5 separate regions of the Mus musculus genome follow, and regions 2, 3, 4 and 5 are each linked to region 1. Evidence: chromatin contacts called from public ChIA-PET, HiChIP or PLAC-seq and Micro-C data. All regions are on one chromosome and are shown on one strand. Each heading gives the region's core, a stretch centred on a gene start, on an enhancer-like site or on the middle of the called end of the contact. The rest is flanking DNA. Distances are from core to core; before and after follow the strand shown.

What was found. A called contact is a pair of places that touch in the nucleus more often than the background predicts. ChIA-PET counts read pairs in DNA pulled down with a chosen protein or histone mark. HiChIP or PLAC-seq counts read pairs in DNA pulled down with a chosen protein or histone mark.
Region 2: a contact with region 1 is called in an H3K27ac HiChIP or PLAC-seq map of regulatory T cells, with 7 times the contacts expected there. The contact joins the enhancer-like site here to the promoter of Rbm39 in region 1. A contact is called at or near these places in 1 of 39 promoter capture datasets (neutrophils), 3 of 484 Hi-C or Micro-C datasets (CD4 T cells, CD8 T cells and regulatory T cells), 1 of 115 datasets of contacts at active chromatin or transcription factors (regulatory T cells) and 2 of 9 other capture datasets (adipose tissue and liver).
Region 3: an RNA polymerase II ChIA-PET map of memory CD8 T cells shows a contact between it and region 1, with 23 read pairs. The contact joins the promoter of Trp53inp2 here to the promoter of Rbm39 in region 1. A contact is called at or near these places in 2 of 115 datasets of contacts at active chromatin or transcription factors (memory CD8 T cells and thymic regulatory T cells) and 2 of 9 other capture datasets (adipose tissue and liver).
Region 4: a contact with region 1 is called in a Micro-C map of embryonic stem cells, with 8 times the contacts expected there. The contact joins the promoter of Tgif2 here to the promoter of Rbm39 in region 1. A contact is called at or near these places in 4 of 39 promoter capture datasets (the 3T3-L1 cell line, the HPC-7 cell line, maxillary cranial neural crest and 1 more), 2 of 484 Hi-C or Micro-C datasets (both in embryonic stem cells) and 2 of 115 datasets of contacts at active chromatin or transcription factors (embryonic stem cells and memory CD8 T cells).
Region 5: a contact with region 1 is called in an RNA polymerase II ChIA-PET map of memory CD8 T cells, with 25 read pairs. The contact joins the promoter of Acss2os here to the promoter of Rbm39 in region 1. A contact is called at or near these places in 1 of 39 promoter capture datasets (liver) and 3 of 115 datasets of contacts at active chromatin or transcription factors (effector CD8 T cells, memory CD8 T cells and microglia).

Annotation. Positions count from the first base shown.
Region 1 is chr2:156,178,960-156,181,546 of GRCm38.p6, forward strand. It overlaps Rbm39 (RNA binding motif protein 39), which reads right to left and starts at 1,279. Exons shown (of 17, transcript NM_001291114.1): 1 at 928-1,279; 2 at 218-281. The coding sequence starts at 268.
Region 2 is chr2:157,117,997-157,120,583 of GRCm38.p6, forward strand. It overlaps Samhd1 (SAM domain and HD domain, 1), which reads right to left. Exons shown (of 16, transcript NM_018851.4): 6 at 2,486-2,556. Among named protein-coding and RNA genes, the nearest start is that of Samhd1, 16 kb to the right of the region's middle. Within about 2 kb of position 1,280, at least 24 of the 459 cell types and tissues checked have an H3K27ac peak or open chromatin away from gene starts, as enhancers often do. A contact at or near this core is called in CD8 T cells and regulatory T cells, where this site is marked.
Region 3 is chr2:155,380,573-155,383,159 of GRCm38.p6, forward strand. Trp53inp2 (transformation related protein 53 inducible nuclear protein 2) reads left to right here and starts at 1,284. Exons shown (of 4, transcript NM_178111.3): 1 at 1,284-1,445.
Region 4 is chr2:156,838,721-156,841,307 of GRCm38.p6, forward strand. It overlaps Tgif2 (TGFB-induced factor homeobox 2), which reads left to right and starts at 1,287. Exons shown (of 3, transcript NM_173396.3): 1 at 1,287-1,518. It overlaps LOC115486128, which reads right to left and starts at 2,528. Exons shown (of 5, transcript XM_030252280.1): 1 at 2,462-2,528; 2 at 996-2,279. The coding sequence starts at 2,528.
Region 5 is chr2:155,555,654-155,558,240 of GRCm38.p6, forward strand. It overlaps Acss2os (acyl-CoA synthetase short-chain family member 2, opposite strand), which reads right to left and starts at 1,277. Exons shown (of 4, transcript NR_040613.1): 1 at 1,146-1,277. It overlaps Acss2 (acyl-CoA synthetase short-chain family member 2), which reads left to right. Exons shown (of 18, transcript NM_019811.3): 8 at 201-338; 9 at 680-850; 10 at 1,125-1,258; 11 at 1,444-1,576; 12 at 1,657-1,713; 13 at 1,896-1,976.

The sequences.
Region 1 (2,587 bases), core at 29-2,528:
GAGAGATAGATGGGCATTTATTCATCACGCTGAAGTGAAACTACTGCACAATATTATTACATCAATAGCATATATTTACTTTTGTAAGTTACACGTATTGCATCTCTGATAAGGTAATCAAGAGGGCTCCGGGAAGGTTAGTTTACATTTCAGCAGTAGTTTCGTGAATAATGCTAAATTAAGAAATATATTAAAGCTCACTAGCGTGTTTTCTCACCTTCTTGTAAGGGGCCTCAAGCATGGCTTCAATATCAATATCGTCTGCCATTTTCTCTACTCGCCTGGGGAAGAACAAGACAGTCCTGTAAGTACACCTGCAATTCTGCTAAATAATAAAATAAGATAAAATGTCCCCTTGATCTCCCATCCTCAAAGCCTGAGAAAACTCCTTTGAAAGCGCTACGATGGCTAAAATTGTGCGACGCCCATCAGACAAGGCTGCCTTGGGTACGCCAAGTGTCACGTTCCTTGTACCTAAGACAGGAGCAGGACTCCAGGTCGAATTTCAAAAGCCCGCCCGCGAGCGGCTAAAAGCGCCCCCAGGAAGGATGCAGCGGAGCGCTTCCTCACCGCACAAAACCCGCGCTGCCATTTTAGCGGCGGAGGGAGACTCCCTCCGCTGGGAGGGGTTGTGTACCACGGCGGCGTTCCACGGGCGCCATGTTGGGAGGTCGCGACCAGCCCCGGCCCTCGGAAGGACAGATCTTTATCTGACCGAGGTCCCCACGGAGGTCCCGGCCGCTACCAAAAAACGCCCACGACGTCCTTGCCCGAGATGAAGGGCACGGCCGAGGAGAGGTGACCCCACCGTACCGGGAAGGCCCCCTCCCCCTCTGCGCGCCGAGCAAAGCGGCGAAAAGCCTCGGCATCGCGGAGCACCCAGCTCGGGCAGGCGACCCACTCCCCGCCGGCCGCGACGCCCCGTACCTGTGCGGGCTTCCGCGCGCCTGTGCTCGCCACGGGAAGTCGGCTGCCGCCGCCGCCGCCGCTGCTGCTGTCGCTACTGTTAAGCCACTAGGCCCAGGCCGCGGTACCGCCCAACCCGAATATCGGGCCCCGAGGGCGTCTAGGCCCAAGCGAATCTAAAAGAAACAATGGGATTAAAGGAGCCCGCGACGGAGAGCAGGGCAGCGGCTTCGGCAGCTCAGGATCCACCCCTGCGACAGCGTCGGCTAGCTCCCTGAAATGGCGGCCGCTGCTCCTCCGTACTCACAGTCACCAACACATACACACACACAAACACCCGGGGTCTCCCGGAGCCGCAAGCACGGGCTCTCGCGAGAAACTGCCCCGGGTTCCAGACTGGAAAGCACGAACTATCGCGAGATCTCTCACCGCGGCTCCCGGCGACCGTGGCCCAATCTCGCGCAATGATTGCGCCACAGATGATCACAGTTTCCCTTCCCCCAATTCCGAAAGGCTTCTCGGACTCCCCCGCCAGAGCTGCACCCAAGTCTCGCGAGGGTGCGTCCTCTATCGGGCAAAGACAGTTGGTGCCCTGACTGTCAATCTTTGGGAGGATTCCTTGCTGAGTGGTGCATCGTTGCTGTCATCCTGGCTGGTGTCATCTCCTCGCTGGGTGTGAAGGTTTCCCCTCTCAGAGCCGACCCCCACCCCGGACACCCGCCCTCCCACACAGATGGCTGTCAAGGTCGCCATAAGGCAACCTATTATAATACATATGGCTGTGGGCTAAGACAGTCGTGTCCAGACCCACCAGTGGTGAAAACGCATGCAGACAAGAACGAGCTGTACACAGGGGAATGGGAATAAAAAGTACGATTTTCTTGTCGTTTGGTGTCACCAGTTAGATGTGGGCTCGATAGTGAAGCTTCGCAACACCCTTGGAAACCGGAGGCGGTGGCCGGGCTGGGAAGAAACCGCAGTGTGTAGCTTTCTAACCCCTGAATTTAGTCGGGCTCTGAATCGGGGTGGTTTGTGACTTTAAAAGGTCCCCTCACTTTTCCCTAGGATTTTGACTGTGTGAATTTACCGCTTTTGTTTAATTTTTGTTGGATTTTATTTGGTTTGCTTTTTGTGTATTTGGGAGTGGTTAATTCTGTGGTAGAGAAGCTGAGTGATCATTGGAAGGTTTTTTTTTTCTCCCACTTTTACATAATAGAAAACGTTTTGAAATAAAATATCAAACCAGTCTGGAAACCTATCAGCAGCTTAATAATTGAGGGTATAAAAGGTCCAAAATGTCACACCTTGCTTGGTGTAGCCACTCCAACAATGTGACCTTGAGCAAGTAAATTAAGCTCTCCATATATTCCGATTCCTCCTCAAGGGGGGAATATTATAATTAGTAGCAAGGATAAGCTTGACACTAGCCAAGACTGCAAATATTCACTAATTCCCAAGTTTAGCAGGGGATGTATGTCCAGGTGGACTCTCCCTGAAAGCTCGTGAGGAGTAGGAAGAGCATGTGGAATGATGACAGGAAACTTCTTGGGGCTGGCAATGTAATACAGTTGGCAGGTGACTTTTCTAGCATGCCTGGTAGAGCTTGTCTATAGTTATGCACTCAGAAAACAGAAGCAGGGGGATTTCTGTGAATTTGAGGTCAGCCTTATGAGTTCCAAAA
Region 2 (2,587 bases), core at 30-2,529, 940 kb after region 1:
GATTGACTACTATTCAAAAACATTATCCTTATTAAGCTGGGGCTATAACTGCAGATAAGACAGTTAAAAGAAAAAAAAAGTATTCTTATAAATAAAGGGAAGATTGTATTTGTACTATTTGTATAGAAGAATTAATTCCACATGAGGTCAAGTATGAAATGAAAAAAGTAAATATATATTTTTTTAAAGATTTATTTATTTTTTTATTATATGTAAGTACATTGTAGCTGTCTTCAGACACTCCAGAAGAGGGAGTCAGATCTCATTATGGATGGCTGTGAGCCACCATGTGGTTGCTGGGATTTGAACTCCGGACCTTCGGAAGAGCAGTCGGGTGCTTTTACCCACTGAGCCATCTCACCAGCCCCTAAATATATTTTCTAAAGGCTGGAGATACAGCTTAGTTGTACAGCACTTACCTATCACATGTATAACATATGTATTTGACCCCTAGCGCACACACATCAGGCACGCGCACACACAAACACACATATAGCACACAGAGAGAGAGAGACAAATATACACACATGGCACACATACAATAACGGCAGAGTAGCTCCTAGATCCTATTAGATCAGTCCTGCTTGAGAAAGAAATTATAAACCCTGGACAACTAACTCCCTAACTGTTCATCGGCCAAAAGCAAGCAGGTGTTAAAAGGGAGGAAAAGTAGGAGGGGACGGGCCAAGAGCTATCTATTCACACAGGGTGAGGTTGTGGACTAGCATCTGGGATTTTCACACGCTGCTTGTGAGCGGGTAAAGTAGAGCACACTGGAAAACCCAGTTAAGTAAACATCTGGCATATGACTCAGTAATTCTACTTCAGGTATTCAGTCAGGAGACAGGAGAAGATATTTCCACAGAGCTGTTATACAGCATCACCCACAGCAACCTGAGATGTAGTAGCTCAAATCCAAAACAACATGAAGTTCATCCAAAGAAGCAAGGACAAACTGTGGCTCATACACTAGGATACAATCTTAGCAGTAAGAAGCCATCAACGTGCAGGAATCTTAAAATCATTATACGGCACAAAAGAGCATTCACTTATGACTGTACTGTGCCGGGGAGCAAACCTAACAAGTCAATTGTTGTCAAGGGATCTCCCACTAACCTTTGCTCTTAGCCCACTTATCAACTTTTTAAATGGTTAAACATTAGAGGAAGCCCCCCTAAGCCCCCCCCCCCACGAAGTGCAAACAACAGGAAATCATATTTGCAACAGCTTTGATAGTATAAGGGAAACCAAGATACCACATCTAAGAGGAGAGAGGTGAAGCTGTGTGTGTGTGTGTGTGTGTGTGTGTGTGTGCACTGCTGTGGGTCTGATCGCCAGCATCACAGAAAACAAGCCTGACACAAGGGAAATTTCCAAATGATGAAAATGGTCCACATCCCCACTTGCCAAACTCAGATCAGCTCTGCACAGTTTCAGCCAGGAGGGATGGATAGATAGCACACGCCTTTAATCCTAGCTCTACAGAAACAGAAGCAGGCAACAGTTTCAAGGCCAGCTTGGTCTCCACAGTGAGACCTTGTCCTAGAATAAAAACAACACAACATATATCTGCATAATTTATTGAATGCAAATTATACCTAAAAAAAAAAAAAAAGAGGGCAGAGAACAAAGGGCTTGGCGTGTAAGGAGCTTTCGTCTTGCGTCCCTGCGCTTTTCTATGCCAAGGGTAGTAGAAACTGGGAAGCCAATCTCATTTCTCAGAAACTGCTTCAAAATGTACAGGTTCATCTCCAGTAAATGTGTAATTATAAAGGGTTCGCTTAAAGCCTGAAGTGAGGGTGTACCATACGCTCAGCATTGGGGAGGCTGAGGCAGAACAGAGGACAAAGTCACCCTGAACTATATAGGAAGACCCCGTGTTAAAACAAACGCTCAGTTACTGAGACCGACGATACTTAAGTTCACGGCTATTACCAAAATGAAAGCTGAAGCTGGGCTTTAAAAACAAACCCTAGGGGTTGCCGAGATGGCTCAGAGTTTAAGAGTAGTGTCTACTCCTCTAGAGGTCCTGAGTTCAATTCCCAGCAGCCACGTGGTGGCTCATAACGATCTAAAATGAGAGCTGATGCCTAAGAGTTCTGATTCTGCAGGCAGAATATTGTATATATAACAAATGAATGAACAAATAAATAAATCTTTAAAAGAAAACAAAGTCTACAGTAATCTGACAGAGTAGAACGGACACTGCATTGAAAGAGGGGAGCTGGCTCTCCAGGGCTGGTCCACCACTCCATGACCCTGTGAAGTCAGGCACATCTCTATGCTTCTGAGGGCTCTGAACAGAAGATAAGGTCCTTTCTCCACAGGCTACTGTGAGGGCTGAAACACAGACCCATGAACAGAAGCACCCTGAATGCTGTCCCAGGGAAGGATGCTACAACACACAGAAGGAAACAGATCTTAGTTGAATAACTAGATAAAATACTACTTCTTTCTATGGACTTTGCGACACATCAATACATACCTTCCACTTTTTCTCTGGGCGAGCCCGTGGGATAAACCTTCCATCAAACATATGAGAAAATGGCCCATGACCTAAAAACAAAAGCAGTCTTCAAATAAAAAA
Region 3 (2,587 bases), core at 34-2,533, 800 kb before region 1:
GATGACGGGTCTGGAAAACCCTGTCAGTTCTAAATGTGAATATCCATGGCAGCGTGACAGATAAACTAAGGCCCAGAATAGTAAGGATTTAACTTGAAATCACACAGGTTGAGACACAGGACTGGAAGCCAGGTTTCCCTTTAGAACCCTGGAGTTCAGTCCCTCTGGTGTAGGGTGTGATCAGAGTCAAGGCTAGTACCTGTGAGTTAAACTCCTGGCTCTGCCAAGGACTATTCCTTAATTACCTCGGAAAGTTGCTTAGATTCTCCTGGTCTGTTTCTTTAACTGTAAAAGGAGGATGCTACCTACCTTTTGGGTTTATTGTAAAGATTAAAAGGCAGCACAGTGCTTGGCATATGGTAAGTGTTCAGTGTCAGCTGGCAGTCTGGAAGAAGCAACCGTAGGTGCCCCTTCTTCTTTCCCTCCCCTCCCTCGGAGTCTCCTGTAGCTCAAGCTGCCTTTCAAACTCTTGAACCCATTTCTATCTACCAAGTGGTGAGATGAAAGGCAGGTACATGTAATCTCAGTTTCTCCACATGTAAATCAGGACTAACAATCCCTGCCCTGTCTGTCACTCTTTCCCCCCTGACCTGTTCCGGTAGCAACGTGGACTAAATAAGGTATGTAAACGTTCTAAGCCGAGCTGTCTCCAGGTCAATGTTTATTCAGCTTAGAGCAATTTCTTTCCAAGTCCTACGCTGGCCAGATTTCCTGTCAGCCCCATCAATTCTCTAACACTCGCAGGTGCTCCTTTGTAACCGCGGAAGGGGCAAGGTCCGCTCAAGCCCACCGTAAAAAGGAGCGGGGAAAACAAAAAACATAGAGGAGGGAGAGCAGGCAAGTAGGGCAGTGTAGAGAAGTGGGGTAAAAGGACAAGGAGGGTAAAAGGGACTTACAGATGGAGCGCGGCGGGGGTGGGTGGGGTGGGTGTCCTGCACCTAAGATGCAGGAGAAGGGATGTGCGGAGCTCTGGGGCAAGTGAGGGAGCAGGGATGTGTGCGGAAAAAGCAGCGAGGTGGGATTCTTGAGGAAGAATTGGGGGGTCGCTTTCAGTGTGAGGTCTGTGGGTAACTGGGGGCAGGGAATTCGGGCCGTCACCTCCACTCAGACAGAGGCTCCGAGAGCAGCTCCCGGGCTACAGCCACCCGCTGGCAAACCGCGGAGGGGCGGGGAAAGAGCATTCGGCGCCTGTGATTGGCTGCCGTCCCGACGGCCGCTGACGCGAGCGGGCGGGCCCCTTTGTGACGTCACAATCAGCTGTTGAAGCGTTCGGATTTGTGCCCTGAGCCCGGGCGCAGCGGCCGCAGCAGCTCCGGGCGTCCGTTCGGGAGCCCCGCCGTCTCTCGGCCCGTCCCCGGTATGCGGCTCCAGTTGTGAGCACCGGCGACCCGGGGACGCCCGGCCGCACAACTACCTCAGCGCAGCGGTTGCTGCAGCGGCCCCAGGTGAGTCCCGACCTCCGGGCTGGGGGCTCCGGGCACCCCCAGGACACGCCCTGCGCCCCCCTCTCCCGTTCTTTGTCTGTCTCCGCCGGCGGCAGCCGGAGCTGCGTTCTTGGCTCCCTATTGGTTGCTCCAAGCCGGTAGGCCATGACGTTGCTTTATTTGCATATGACATTGAGACGTCACCAAGGCCAGCCCCGCCTTCCAGGCTTGCATGGGTGCTTGTCCTCTGGTGACCCGGTGGGCGCTATGTCGTGCCCAGCCGGCCGAGGGTTGAAGAGACGCTGAAAGACAAGCGGGATCCGAAGGGACTCGGCGGTTTCCTGGGCTAATCTAGGGACTGGGGTCAGGCCTCTCATTTGTTTTTTCCTTGTGACCTGAGAGAGGGTAGGACAGCAAAGCTCGATTTAAGTTGAGAGGGCGGTAAGTAGATGGAGCTTCAGACTCCAGGTCCTGGAGACACTACCAGATGGTAGCGGATCCCCTCTGTCTTCAGGCTCCGCCCCCTAACATAATAACATCCTTCTAATCCCTGACATGTGTGCAGAGCCTGAGTTGATGTCATTTTCAGCCTACAAATATTGAGGGTCTTAAGCCCCACTTCACGGAAGAGGAAACTGAGACTCAGAGAGACGTAGTTTACTGGAGATCTCAGCCAATTAGAATCACACTCACTAAGTGGTAGATTCCTTAGCTGAAGTATAAGCTACATGCTTACATACATCTACTGAGGACCCTATCTTGGGTTCAGCACCAACCACAATTTGATGGGATGCTTCAGTCTTCATGATCCTGGACATTTTCCCAGGAGGTCTCTGAAAATTGGGTCTCTTACAAGGCCCTGACCTCCTCTGCCTTCTTTCTACTTCAAAACCCAATAAATGGCCGTCTCCCAGCTGTTTTGACCACAGAAAGGTGAGTCACTAGTTGCCTGCCTCCAGGTGTCTCCAGGGCAGATGTTGTTGAGAGGGAGTTGGGAGTTCCCTCTGTGGGCCTCCCATCAGAGCTGTCAGCTGGGAGAACCAGACCCTTCCCTGGCATTAGTGATGCAGAGCTTATGCTGTTTCCTGAGGCTGCTTCCAGAGTGACAGAAGGATGTCTCTTACTTTCCAAGTAAGTAGATCTGGAGTCCTTCCCAGGTTGAG
Region 4 (2,587 bases), core at 37-2,536, 660 kb after region 1:
TCTTTCAAAGGTCTGTGGCTGGAATATGACTTGGCTAAGAAATTGCTTGTGACCAACTCTCTGAGACTTGGTGTCACCATCAGTAAAAAAGAGGGTTCTGGGCAATGTTTTTGATTTTGGATGGCCATCTTGGTTTCAAGGATTTCCAGGCAAGTCCGGCTTCTATGAAACCCACCTTAAGATGCTTTTAATCGGCATCCTGACTGGCTTAGGGCCTTCTGGTAGGAAAACTTAACTTTGGTTGCCAAAGTTTTTGTGACTACAGTACAACGAAAAACAAAAGCTTGAGTCTGCTGCAGCAATGACAGCTGTTGTCTCTGTCACTTAGCTGCAGCAGGTGCGCCACTCTTAAGTCTGACCCAAGACCCAAACTCAACAGTAAAATGATTAGAAGATAACAGCATTAAAAAAAATAACAATCAGGGAAGACTGTTCGGATGCTGTTGGTTCTGGCACGTGGGTCTCAGGTTTCTGGGCCTATATGATCACAAACCCAGAAAAGGCCTGTTAGCTGGAGTTAGGCTATGCCACACTTATGCAGATAGCAAGAGACAGACAAACAGTCAGGGAACTTGGACGCAAGGAAAACTTGAGGTAAAATGACCCTAGCCTGGACCGCTGGAAGCGCCTAGCCTCACCCTCTCCAACTGGGGTTAGCCACCAAGGGAAAGGCTCGGCTCTATCATCAGACCCACCTGGCCAAAGGACACTGGCACACGTGGTAAGGCAGGGACCAGCGAGTAAATGCGGCCACCTCCAAATTGCGACACGGTGCCTGCCTCACTCACGCTCCTGGGGTGCAGCCTGTACTCACCCCTGGCCGACCATCTGCGCTAGGCTTGGGGTTTTATCCCAAGTGGTCTTCGCCGCGCCGTTTGCCTTATGAGCGGACAAAACAACTGGTCCTTTAGCACCTGGGAGTTACTCTGAGCCGACTGAGCCTCAGTTTCCCCATCCCCACAAGGGCAAGCTCCCAGAGGAGGAGGCGAACTTACAAAGGTACGGGGACTGGCACCCTTTGTGCCTGGTAGTGCCCCCACCCCCATGGAGGAGCACACAGTAGGCGCTCCGGAAACACTCTCTGAAAGGAGGAGCGGGCCACTTCCTGCCCTGGAGCTGACTCCGGGAGCCCTGGTCCCACCGCTCCGCCCCGGGCCCCGGCCATGCGGCATTCCTAAGGTGGGTGGGCGCAGGAAGGAGGTGCCGCGGGCCCGCCCCCTCCGACGCGTGGGCGGGGCGAAGCCCCCTGGCTCTGCGGGCCCGCCCCCGAGGGTGGGCGTAGCTGGCCACGCTCTGCACAAAGTTTGTTTCTGCCTCGGGGCGGTGGGGGAGGGTGCGGCAGGCGGGATGGGAGGAGAGGGGATCTGACGTCAGGTCGCGAGGTGCTTTCCAGCCGCGAGCTGTCAGGCGGGTGTCAGACCCGGCAGGTACGCGGCGCGTTCCCCCGGTGCCCCCCGCCCCGGCCGGGTGGTCCCACACCCCACCGAGGCCGCGTGGGCCGGAAAGCCGCCAGGGAAGGTGAGTGCGGGGCGCCGAGGGGCTGGAGACGCGGGAGGAGGCGCGCGGACAACTTGGAAAGTTTCTTGGGGCGACGGGGCGGGGGAGGGGGCGTCGTCCCGGCGCGTGCGACAGTGGGTGTGTGAGCCCCGGGGGTGTGTGTGAGTCGGGACCGCGGAACGCTGGCGCGGAATGCCGGGGTTGGCGGGGGGGGCGCTGTTCGGGGTCCTTGAGGGAGGGCTCGGCTCCCAAAGCTCCCAAAGCTCCTCTGGGAGAGGGCAGCCGGTGCCCTGCAGCGGGGTGAGCGCGCGGGGAGCGGGTTTGTTTGGTTTCAAAAGTGCACGTTGCTAACCGCCGGCAGCCCCCCCCCCTCCCGCACGGCGACAGAGCGGGACCGGGGGCCGCCGAGTGACAGCTGGAGGTGGGGGCCGCGGGCGGGGCTCCGACGGAGAGGGCTTGGGAGCCCGCGCGAGTTCCCCTTTCCTTTGGAACAAAGGAAAGTCTGTCTCCGAGGCATCTGTCACTCCCAGGCGGGCCAAGGCTGTGGGGCGCGTGGGGCTGGCGACGCGGAGAAAGTTTGTGCGCGCCGGGACCCCGGGACCAGGCGAAGGGCAGCCGAGCGTCTTGCGGGGGCTGTGCGCGTCCCCGATGTAGGGGGGGCGGCCAACATGGAGTCCAGGCGCAGAGTTGGGGGGGGGGGGCGGCGCGGAGGTTGGAGCCCAGCCCCCTCTTTTCCCCTCCCCCTCCGGGCCGAGTTCGGAGCACAAAGCCGAGCGCGCACGCTCCGGCGGCCCCGCGCCCCAAGAGTCACCCTGCGCGGAGTACCAGGGAACGGGCTGGGAACTAAACTTTTTCCTGTCCCAAAATGGACACGTGAGTTTTTTTTTTTTCCTTGCAAAGTCGTCCCCCCCCCCCAACCCCCAAGCGCCGGGTGGCGGACCGACAGGGGAGCTGTTGCTCGCACCGTGACTCTGGTGGGGGACAGTTGAGTGAGGGTGCCTTGAGCGCCGGCGGATTCGTCGGCGCCCCATGAGCCATGTGCTCCGTTGCGTCTGGGCCGCGGGGGAGGCTGCGCGCTTTGTGTGAACTG
Region 5 (2,587 bases), core at 27-2,526, 620 kb before region 1:
CTTCAGAGTAAGCCAGGTAAGCAGGAGTCTGGGGTAGAGGAAGAGCGAGAATGGCAGAGTGATCAGTTCTCTCTGCCCCATTGTACCCATGAAGGCCCCTCCCTTTCCTTTACCCCTACATGTAGGGCCTTAACCTCCAGGTACCAGGTAGGCTGTCCCTGCCTCACAGTTCTTCCCTGCCCATTCCTGTCTTCCCCCAGATCTGCTGGAACGAAGGGGTTGACTTATGGTGGCATGAACTCATGCAGCAGGCAGGAGACGAGTGTGAGCCTGAGTGGTGTGATGCTGAGGACCCACTCTTCATCTTGTACACCAGTGGCTCCACAGGCAAACCTAAGGCAAGTGTGTGTGTGTGTGTGTGTGTGCATGTGTGTATGTAAAGGTGAGAAGCGAGTCTCCAAGGAAGCTTGGAGTGACCAACAGAAACAGTAGAATGAGTACTGGGAATTCGAGTGATAATGGGTGACTCAGATACACAACCTAAGAATGTGAGTGCTCAGTATACTTATGTGACATCAGGGTGTGGTAAAGGAGATTGAAGCGAGACAGATGCTGTGAAAGGGCATTGGAAAAATTAAAATCTTTAAGAAGGATCTTTTTCCAGCTCTGTGCAGGCTCTATTTGTTGGTCAGTAGAGGAGGACACACAACCCCAGCCTGAGGCCCCATTCTCCCCACAGGGTGTGGTGCACACAATTGGAGGCTATATGCTCTATGTGGCTACAACTTTCAAGTATGTGTTTGATTTCCACCCGGAAGATGTGTTCTGGTGCACAGCAGACATCGGCTGGATCACTGGTCATTCCTATGTCACCTATGGGCCACTGGCTAATGGTGCCACTAGTGTTTTGGTGAGATGGGAGCTGGGCATAGACAAAATTCTCCTGGGTGACCATTTCCCAAAGCTTCTTAGTCTAAAGAAGGGAAACTTATACAGGAACCCACTTCCTGGAGAAAGAGGAATTTTGAGGGGTTGTGTATCCTACTACGATGTTTCTTGACTTGTGTGGTCAGAGGGTAAAGATACAGTTGGTCATAAAGGGTGAATCCTGAACGTGAGGGAGTGGTAGGGAATGGAAAGACTATTGGGAAGAGCCCAAAATAACCAGATCTCATTCGGGTCAGTTTGAGGGGATCCCCACATACCCAGATGAAGGGCGCTTGTGGAGCATTGTGGACAAATACAAGGTGACCAAGTTCTACACGGCACCAACAGCCATCCGGATGCTCATGAAGTTTGGAGATGATCCTGTCACCAAGTAAGACCCTTCCCCATCTGTTGTCCCATAGGTGTCCTTCAGAGCTGAGCACGGTCCTTTGTGATGTTTTCTTCTATTGTCCCAACTTCCTGGGATAGGGGAGGGGCAAAGGAACTCTGACTGCATGTGCATTTTGGCTCCTAGTGGTTCTCAGAATTTTCCTCTCTTCCACTCTCCTGCTCAAGGCATAGCCGGGCATCCCTGCAGGTGCTGGGCACAGTAGGTGAACCCATCAACCCTGAAGCCTGGCTATGGTACCACCGGGTAGTAGGTTCCCAGCGCTGCCCCATTGTAGACACCTTCTGGCAAACAGAAACAGTGAGTAAGGGATTCAGGAGGCTAGGGATTAGGGACAGTGTAGGAAAAGAGATTCAATTCCTGACCTCTGACTTCCACAGGGTGGCCATATGCTGACCCCTCTCCCTGGCGCCACACCCATGAAACCTGGTTCTGCTGTGAGTAAAGTGCTTCTTCTGGTCCTAGGCTTGGCAGGGATAGGATGTGGGGGTGTTAGCCTATTAGAGTAGGGTTCTGGCCTGAGAGCTGGGAGGAATTTGGGGCTCTGGGGCTCTGTGTGAAGCTGAGACAGAGTTGCCTCATTTTTCCTTCTTGGATTGCGCCTCTCATTTGCTTTCAGTCTTTCCCATTCTTCGGTGTAGCGCCTGCAATCCTGAATGAGTCCGGGGAGGAGCTGGAAGGGGAAGCTGAAGGTTATCTGGTGAGAATCTGGCATCTTTGGGAGAAGAAAGCATCTGCTAAGGATACTTTGTTTTAGAGTTTATAACCTTATCTTCCCTGGTAGTTGCTAATACTGTTGAGAGTTTGTCCTCTGCTGAGAAACACCCAAGATTCGTGATGATAAATTTTTGGAGTCAGGAGAACTTAGTCTTAATCCTTCCCTTGATGTCCATTTTTAGAAAAAAGAGTCTTTGTACCTTAAAGACTAATCATGTAGGCTCTGGAGTCAGCCTGCCTGTATTCAGACCCTGATTTTCTGTGACTTCAGATAAGCTGTTACCTATTGTCTTTGAATGTAATTTAAGTCTTTAAAAAATAGTACTTTTATCTCCTACATTTTATTAAATTAGATAATCCATACAAAAGGGTTAGTCTGGAACTGCATAGTTAGTGTTCTTAAATGTTAGCTGCTGCTGTCTTTGTGGCTAGTACCTGTCAGATCTCAATCTCATTTCCCTTTTCCAAAATCACATTAGTAACAAAGGCAGGAATCTAAGCTTTCTAACTCAATCTAGAATTCTGCTGGCACAGAATTCTTTTGATTAGAAATTATTTATTCACTAATATAGCTTCCATTTTATATGATTTGTT